Linked DNA regions of Gossypium hirsutum: region 1 is linked to region 2. Evidence: chromatin contacts called from public Hi-C data. All regions are on one chromosome and are shown on one strand. The core of a region is the stretch at or near the end of the contact, and the rest is flanking DNA. Distances in the headings are between cores, read along the strand shown.

Evidence for each region. A called contact is a pair of places that touch in the nucleus more often than the background predicts.
Region 1: a Hi-C map of leaf shows a contact between it and region 2, with 1.7 times the contacts expected there. The contact joins the promoter of LOC107919891 here to the enhancer-like site in region 2. A contact is called at or near these places in 8 of 34 Hi-C or Micro-C datasets (callus, fibers, leaf and 1 more).

The regions. Positions count from the first base shown.
Region 1 is chrA08:113,442,026-113,445,981 of Gossypium_hirsutum_v2.1, reverse strand. It overlaps LOC107919891 (serine/threonine-protein kinase SAPK3), which reads right to left and starts at 2,207. Exons shown (of 9, transcript XM_016849313.2): 1 at 1,752-2,207; 2 at 1,123-1,197; 3 at 872-973; 4 at 719-772; 5 at 548-640; 6 at 365-457; 7 at 109-213; 8 at 1-19. The coding sequence starts at 1,874.
Region 2 is chrA08:113,392,440-113,396,769 of Gossypium_hirsutum_v2.1, reverse strand. It overlaps the pseudogene LOC107919697. Among protein-coding and RNA genes, the nearest start is that of LOC121205531, 16 kb to the left of the region's middle. Within about 2 kb of position 2,794, at least 1 of the 9 cell types and tissues checked has an H3K27ac peak or open chromatin away from gene starts, as enhancers often do. A contact at or near this core is called in leaf, where this site is marked.

The DNA.
Region 1 (3,956 bases), core at 958-3,457, 50 kb before region 2:
ATTGGACACTCATTATTCGCTGTTACAGCCAAAATAATTTGACTTTGTATAAAGAAAAAGGAGGAAATGATGACTCATTTAACTGAAGAGTAAGAGTCGAGAACTTACTCCTATGGTCTTACGGAAATTCCGAGGATCTTCAGGATCCTCAAAAGGGTATGCTCCCACCAACATCACGTATAATGTCACGCCACAAGACCAAACATCTGCAATCTACGACAGCTAGCAAACGGTCAAATTAACCGGCTAATAATAAGAGGGGATTAACTATGCAACAAGCACAAATTCATGCTCCATTAGTAAACCAGATGTATCCGAGGTTGACTATCTGCATCACATTGATTAGAAAACAGAAAAATTGTACCTTTCCATCGTATTCCTTTCGTGATAGGACTTCCGGGGCGATATATGCTGGTGTTCCTACAGTTGACTTTGGTTGTGAATGCAGCACTGCAGACTGCTCAGAAAAGAAACTAAAGAACTGAATATTGAAAAAATAGAACAGAATCCATCAAAGATAAGGTTTATGTCAAATTTGGAAATGAACCTTGGAGTAACCAAAGTCGCATATTTTAAGACGTGGTGTTGGACTTCCGTCCAGGAGTGTGTTTTCTAGTTTCAGATCCCTGTGACAAATTTGCTGCAGCAGAAATATTGAATGAGGCAAGAAAGTCAAAATCACACAGACTCTGACAAAAGTGATATTCATATAACATACCATGGAATGACAGTAGCTGACACCAGATATTAGCTGCTGGAAGAAAAACCTAGCCTGTCAGATGGACAAATGTCGTAAAGTTGAACGTTAATGCAAATTAACAGGTGGGGAAGAAAGATCAACTCAACATGTTGAATGTAGATATAAACTCACTTCGTCTTCACTAAATCGACCTGCACTGCATATTCTCTCGAAGAGTTCACCGCCGGCAGCATACTCCATGACAATAGCTAAATGTGTTGGAGTCACCACAACCTGCAGAGAAATGTGAAGTTAAAAGAATTGTGGAGTCAATTATGTTAAATAAGATTAATCATCTAAAAGAATGTTTAATAGCCAATTGATGTTCAAACCTGAAATTCCAACAACATAGCTACTAATATGTAATAAAATCAATTTCTCACCTCTTTAAACCTGATTATGTTTGGATGTCGTAAAGATCGGTGGTTAATGATTTCTCTCTGAACATTCTCATCAATCTGAAACCCCAAAACAGAAAAGCATAAGTACATTAACATGTAATTAAGATTTTGCAGACTAATGCAATGTCATTATCTTACAGGTAAAACATTATTGTTGTTTATAAACAACCACACATCTTTCTTCTCAACAATAACTTCACTTTCACTATATAACATCGACTAGCTCAAACAGAAATATCAATAAACACTTGCTGTCTCACTCTTATTATCCCTAAATATGCCATTGAAGACATTATACAAGCCGTGTTTTACCAATCTCCAGACATGGAAAAATCAAAGCAGCTTTCCGAGAAAGGCCAAAAATTAAGTACTTGTCTCAATCTGATCTGTAAATGAGAGATTGTAATATATTCAAGCAAATAGACAGTCATGTTCGAAATCAAACATAAACTCCTTTCCATGTTCAAAAACATTAATTTTTTTTTCCAGATTCTGCTCATATAAATGCTGTCAAATCATATAACATCAATATTTTCATATGATCAATTTGCAGTTGCAGACAAAAAAGATCTAAGAAGAGACCATCTTTAAGAGAAAAAAATATAAATTACCTTCTTTCCTCTTTCAATATATTTGACGGCAACAAGCTTTTTTGTCTTCTTATCTTTCACCAGCCTTGCGACTCCAAAATTCCCTGATCCAAGCTCCTTCACTGGCTCATATCTCTCCTCCATCGATCACACCACAAAAAAAAAGGGGGGGAGAAAAGGAATTAAAAAGAAAATGTGAAAACTTACACTAAAAACAAGACTTTTAGAGATCAAAAACCTATGAAAAGAGAAAATTTTCTTTCTAAGAGTTCTTAAACAGTAAGACCAAGACCAAGAAATATGCTCTATATATTCCAAAATAGACAAAACAAAAAGGAAAACTGTAAAGAAACAGTCCTTGAAAGGTAGAAGACCACCTAACCAGCTAACTTTTTATAAGCTTACAAGTCAAGCCATTTTATAAACTTCTTCCCTTTATCAAACTAATATTTATGTATATACAAACCAGAACTGATAAGGTTAAGAAAAAGAAAAAGAAAAAATTAGAGTTTCAACAAAATTAAAAAATTGTATAATTCTTCTCTTAATCCTTCTACTATTATATATTTAATATTTAGTTACTTTTGCTCTTTAGATGTTTAATAATTAAAATCTAATTGCTTCTGTTAGATTAAATTATGTGATGTTTCTAAAATATGTAATTACTATTACATGTCCGAAAGGCAAATAACAAAATAAGAAAATTTCAATATGGAGTTGTAAGGCTTTTTGTTTCAATCTAAATTGTATGGTTGTTGAGAGGTTTATATTTAATAGATTAAAGGTTAAAATCTCAACAAGTGTGAGGTGTTAATGTTGCTTTTTGGTAAGTAGTTGTACGTTTACCTACAGTCATGTAGTCCTCTTTTGTGAATTGTATACGTTTCTTTGTGAAGAGGAATAAAACCCTTCCCGAGAGATAATACCTTCTATTGTTAAAAAATTATATCGGCGTCTCCGAAGATAACACTTCAAAAAATTTTTTGAAAAAATTGATTTGTCCTTAATAAAGTTATTTAGTATAGTTTTAAAATAGAATATCAAGGTTTTAAAAAGATTACATAATTTAATCTAATAAAAAATAATTTAAATTTTATCATTTAAAAAAATGAGGGATAAAATTTTACAATATAAAAAATATAAAAACTAAATTTTAAATATACCAAAGAGTGTAGGTATGAAAGCGAGAGGGAATTGGTTAAATAAAACAAAACTAAGAAGAAAAAGAAAAAGCAATGTATTTCAAAGACACGTTTTAGGAGTGAAAGCCGACCTTCTGGATTTGTGAAGTGTCGGATAACAGTGACAAAGACATCAAAAACACACGCACAAAATAAACTAACTACCAGGGGAACGTTCATTGAAGCTTTGGAATTTATAACTGTAGTTAATTGTATAAGTCATATTATATTTACATTTTATTTTTGTTGTTTTAATTTTAGTCACTTAAAAATATTTTGTAAATATTATTGAGGTAAAAAAATCAATGATTAAAGTGAAAGAAAATACTTATTGAAATTAATTTAATCTTTTTTTAAATTTTTAAATTTTAATTTATATTTCTAAATCATTCTTAATGAAATCAACTCAAATAATTTATATTTAATTTTTGTCTAGATCATCTTTAATCTCAAATCTTCCATCTTAAGTTAAAGTAAAGTGGAAAAAAGTACTTGCAATTAATTAAATTAATTGATTATTCTTTGTTTAGGTAAATAAGTGATTAAAAATTATGAATTTTATGTGGAGTGGAAGATAAAATTAATTAATTAAATTAATTGTAATAATTTTTCTTTACTTTTAGTTTAGCATAAAAGATTTAAGATAACATAATCAAAATAAATTTGGGTTTCGCAAACAAGTAATAAAGACAGTAATTTTCATTGATAGTTTTTGAAAATAATTTCAAAACATCAAGATAAATTAAATAAATTGTTGAAATTTTTGTATTCATTGATAATATCAACCGATTTGTTACTATAACTTTGAATCTTAATATTTAAAAAAAATTATATTTCAAAACCCAAATTACAATTTGATAATTTATTTCTATTATTATAGTTTCTATCACTTTTTCACTTTTTCACTTTAGTCATTGATTTACTTTTTTACACCCAATTCATACTTAAAAATGATATTTTTTGAGTAACCAAAATAAAAAGTGTGAACTTGATTTGGCATTTACAGTTAACCGATATTAGAAATTTAATGTTTAGATGATTAAAA
Region 2 (4,330 bases), core at 1,545-4,044:
TCGTGATGCAGAGAAAAACCTATTAAGAAATAAGCGAGATAGATCAGCCCAAGTTGTAATGGATCCAAGAGGTAAATAAAATAACCATTCCCTAGCTGAATCTGCTAGAGAAAAAGGAAAAGCACGCAATTTAATTTGATCCTCAGTTACCCCCTGAGGTTTCATACTCAAACAAACCATATGTAATTCTTTTAAATGCTTATGGGGGTTTTCATTTTGTAACTCATGAAAAGTTGGCAGTAGCTGAATCAATCCTGATTTTAGCTCGAAATTAGTATCCATAGTAGGATACGCGATGCATAGTGGTGGTTGTTCTGTCGGCGCTTCAGCCAATTGCTGAATTGTCTGAGCCATAGGTTGAGGTGCTAAATTAGGGTTTACGTCAACCCTAGCGTTAAACACTTCTTCTGGGCAATCGACTTCTAATTTTTCACCTTTAAAAGTTTGAGTAGGGTTTTCCTTAACTCTAGACTTTGCTCCGTCGTCGATTCTGATTTGACGGTAGATTATTTTGAGTTTCAACCACCGCTGACTGCTTTTTCTTTAGCTTTGTTTCCTTGCGATTAGCTCTTACAGTCTTTTCAATCTCCGAATCAAACGCAAGAGTTCCTAGAGCAGATCTGGTCATAAGAAACAAAAAAAAGATTAGTACGTTACTGATCCCCGTCAACGGCGCCAAAATTTGATGCATCGTTGAGAGCACAAAAAATATCCTATTCTCTGTAAAATAGTAAAAATAACAGTAAAGGGGAAGTAGGGTCGAATCTTCAGGGACCGGATTGTATGAATTCTCGTTTCTTGAAATCCTGAATAATTTCTTGGCCAAGAAAACCTGCGTTCCTGAAAAATAAAAAAATAGAATTAAGAATCTGGAAAAATAAAAACAGAATTTGAAGTGAATTGAAATTACGAAATTAAATAAATTGCAGAAATTAAAATAAGGAAAAATAAATAGAGTTATGAAAAGAGAAAGTTTCTTATATGGCGAGATTCCAGCCTCCGGTTGTCTCGCCTTGGGTTCAGTCCTTGGCTTTTAAGTAACCCTTCTCAACTAAAGTAAGCCAGTTACAATGGAAGAGGACGCCTACGACCACCAGCTCTAAATATTAGACTTACGATTTTTAGGGAATCTAACTCTAGCCAGTAATCTATGCTAGATCAACTCTTCTCAATAGCGAATCTCATGCCATTTTGTCTCTTTGGCTCGCCAACCTCTAACGCAGTAAGTTAACGAACCGACTGTGCAATCCTTTCAAAACATACAAAGCGGCTGCCTTTGCATATGCTGAAAAACTTACTTCTTAAGGGCCATGGACAGAAGCATCAGCCTGTAGTGCGGAGAAACGATGAATACTTGGCGAGAAGGCTAAGTACGGATTCTAGGCCTCAAGAACCCTTTTTGGGGAATATTGACAACCTTCGGCTAGATAGGTTTTAGTGACTCATGATAATGTTGAAAAAGAAAATAAATATAAAAATGGAAAAGGAAATTTTATTGAAAGAAAATATGAAGAAACAAAAGCCTAGACTTTCAGGGGGAGAGTGTTTACAGAAAAAAGATGAACACCAAATAGAGCCACTTCACCCCCTATTTATAGTGCTAGGGAGATAGTCTAATTTAACTTAAATTCTGAAAAGATAAATACATTTAATTAAAGATAAATAAAGATAATTAAAATTAAATCTTAAAATTAAATAATCCTAATAATTATCTTAATATTAATTATCCTAATACAAATAAAATGGAGTCTTATAAAATAAAATCTCTTCTTTTTGCGTTTTTAGTCCTTGTGTCTTCCATGCTCGCACTTTTGGCACAATCTTTTTCCTGTGTGGCATATCAGCCCATTGTGTCTCCAAATTCGCACTTTTGTCCCTTAATTTTGCTTTTGCCTCCAAATCAGCCCCTAATCGATAAAAAAAGACATAAATAACTCAAATTAATAGGATCAAGCTCAGAATAAACACATGATTAATACATAAAAATATGTTATTCTAGAGCACTATCACTTTTGGTAGTCTTAGCTTATATGAATATTTGTATCTTAACTCTGTTGGTGGAATTTTACTTAATGTAACATTTTACTGAGATGTGTGGATTTATGAACAGACGTTTTTGGATGCCGACATTAATTAGGATGGGAAGATAGATATATTAGAATGGCAAAACTTGGTTGCCCGTAATCCATCATTGTTGAAAATCATGACTCTCCCCTACTTGAGGTATGTGTTTAACAATGTTATACCCAATGTACCTAGAAACGATACTGGCCCAGGAGCTCATCCTTTCTGTAATACGAATACTGCAAGGACATAACAACAACATTTCCAAGCTTTGTTTTTAATTCCAAAGTAGACGAGGTTGTTGCGTGATTAGGGAATTTGTTCATAGAGTCGAAAGACAATTGTTTGCAGGATTTGTTTGTGACATTGAGCTTCTCTATGTGAACAAAGTTTGTGGCTAAAAGCCCTAAATAAGGTTAGGATTGGTTAGTGTTATACTAAATTTGCATAAGCATTCAAGTTGACCCATTCGGGTATTCTCCATTTGTAATCAAATGATTTTTCTAGTGGGAAATATGAGTTGGGAGTTAGATTTTAGTGTTTTATTACATGTTCCAAGTTAAACATATGGACAAATTTGGGATGGTGCCGCTTGGATCAGACAAAATGATGATTGAGTTGAAGAAAAAAAAATGTTGTGGTCCTTGGTGAAGCAGTTAATGACAAACCTCCTAACAATATCTAGATTCGTTAGATCTACTGCTTTCAACTTTAAAGCGACTTTGGTCCTGTCTCGCTTAAGCATATACATAAATGTGCAAAATGATTATTCACCCCATTACCCAATACCTTGTACCAAACATGTCTCCTGGGTGTTCATCTTTAACAAAGGTCTATTTTTCCCTATTGAGACCCATTTTAATAGGGGATATTATCCTAGGTTGGGTTTAGATGGCTGGTACGTTTATTTGTGATTAATGTAAAAATATCAGTGTTGGTTAAATTAAATATTATAGCGTGATAAAAAGTAAACTAAACGCACCGCATCATACTGCATTTAATCGTCCATCTAAACCCTTTTTAATAAAGTTAAAAATAATAATTTACAAATGATGCTATGTGTTTTAATTAGAGGTGATCATGGGCCGGGCCGGGCTGGGTTCGGGCCGGGCCAAGATAAAATTTTAGGCCCATTTACTAGGCCCGGGCCCGGCCCGACCCGAAATATGGGCCTAAAATTTTGTCCAAGCCCTGCCCGAAATAAAATTACTAAGCTCGAGCCCGGCCCGACCCGGCCCATATTAATATTTTTTCTTATTTTATTAAATAAAAAAATTTAAAAATATAATAAATCAAATATATTTAAAAACATAAAAACAAATATTAAAACAAATAAAAATAATACTAAAACAATTCTTAAAACAATACACAAATTAACAATATAATAAAAAATAGTTATATTAAAAGTTTAAAATAATTTTAAAAAATAAAAAATATATATAATAATATATAATTCGGGCCGGGCCCGGGCCAAAAAACTCTTATCCGAGGCCCGACCCGTTTTCTAAACGGGCCTCGTTTTTTTGCCCAAGCCCATTTTTCGGGCCTATGTTTTTACCCAAACCTTCCCATTTTTCGGGCGGGCCTTCGAGCCGGGCCGGGCTGCCCGGCCCATGATCAGCTCTAGTTTTAATGGTCTAGTATCTTAGACCAATTATTTTTAGAGTTTTTTTCCTCCACTTCACGTGGATAGAATAATTACTCCTTTTTAGAAATTAATAATTACGTTGAATCTACATATATCTAAATTAGCTTTAATCATAATAAATATATATACTTATAAAAGAACTAAAAAATATATTCTTATAATGAATTTAGATAAATAGTTGTTTAAATGCATTTGAATTTAGATAACCATCTGTTTAGATTCATTTTTGATCTAAACATTATTTTTTTTATTAATTTATATTTTTCATAATTTTTTAATATATATATATTTAATTTTAACATAATAATACGAATAACATGTTTTTAAAAAATCATAGAACCAAAAAATAATATATTAATTATAATATATTAATAAATAATATATTTATGAATTATAAACGTTAATTAAAAATAAAAAATTGAAACAATATGAAATAAAAAATAAATATTAAAATGCTTATAAAAGGAATTGAACCCGAGAGTCAAAAATAAAATTACAATTATCTAATCTTCTAACAAAAAATGTTAATGTGCTATATTAAATTTTTTTAAAAAAAAAAGCTTAAAGCAACATAAAATTAAAAATACAAATGTAAGTAGACTCATGGACAAAAGCACT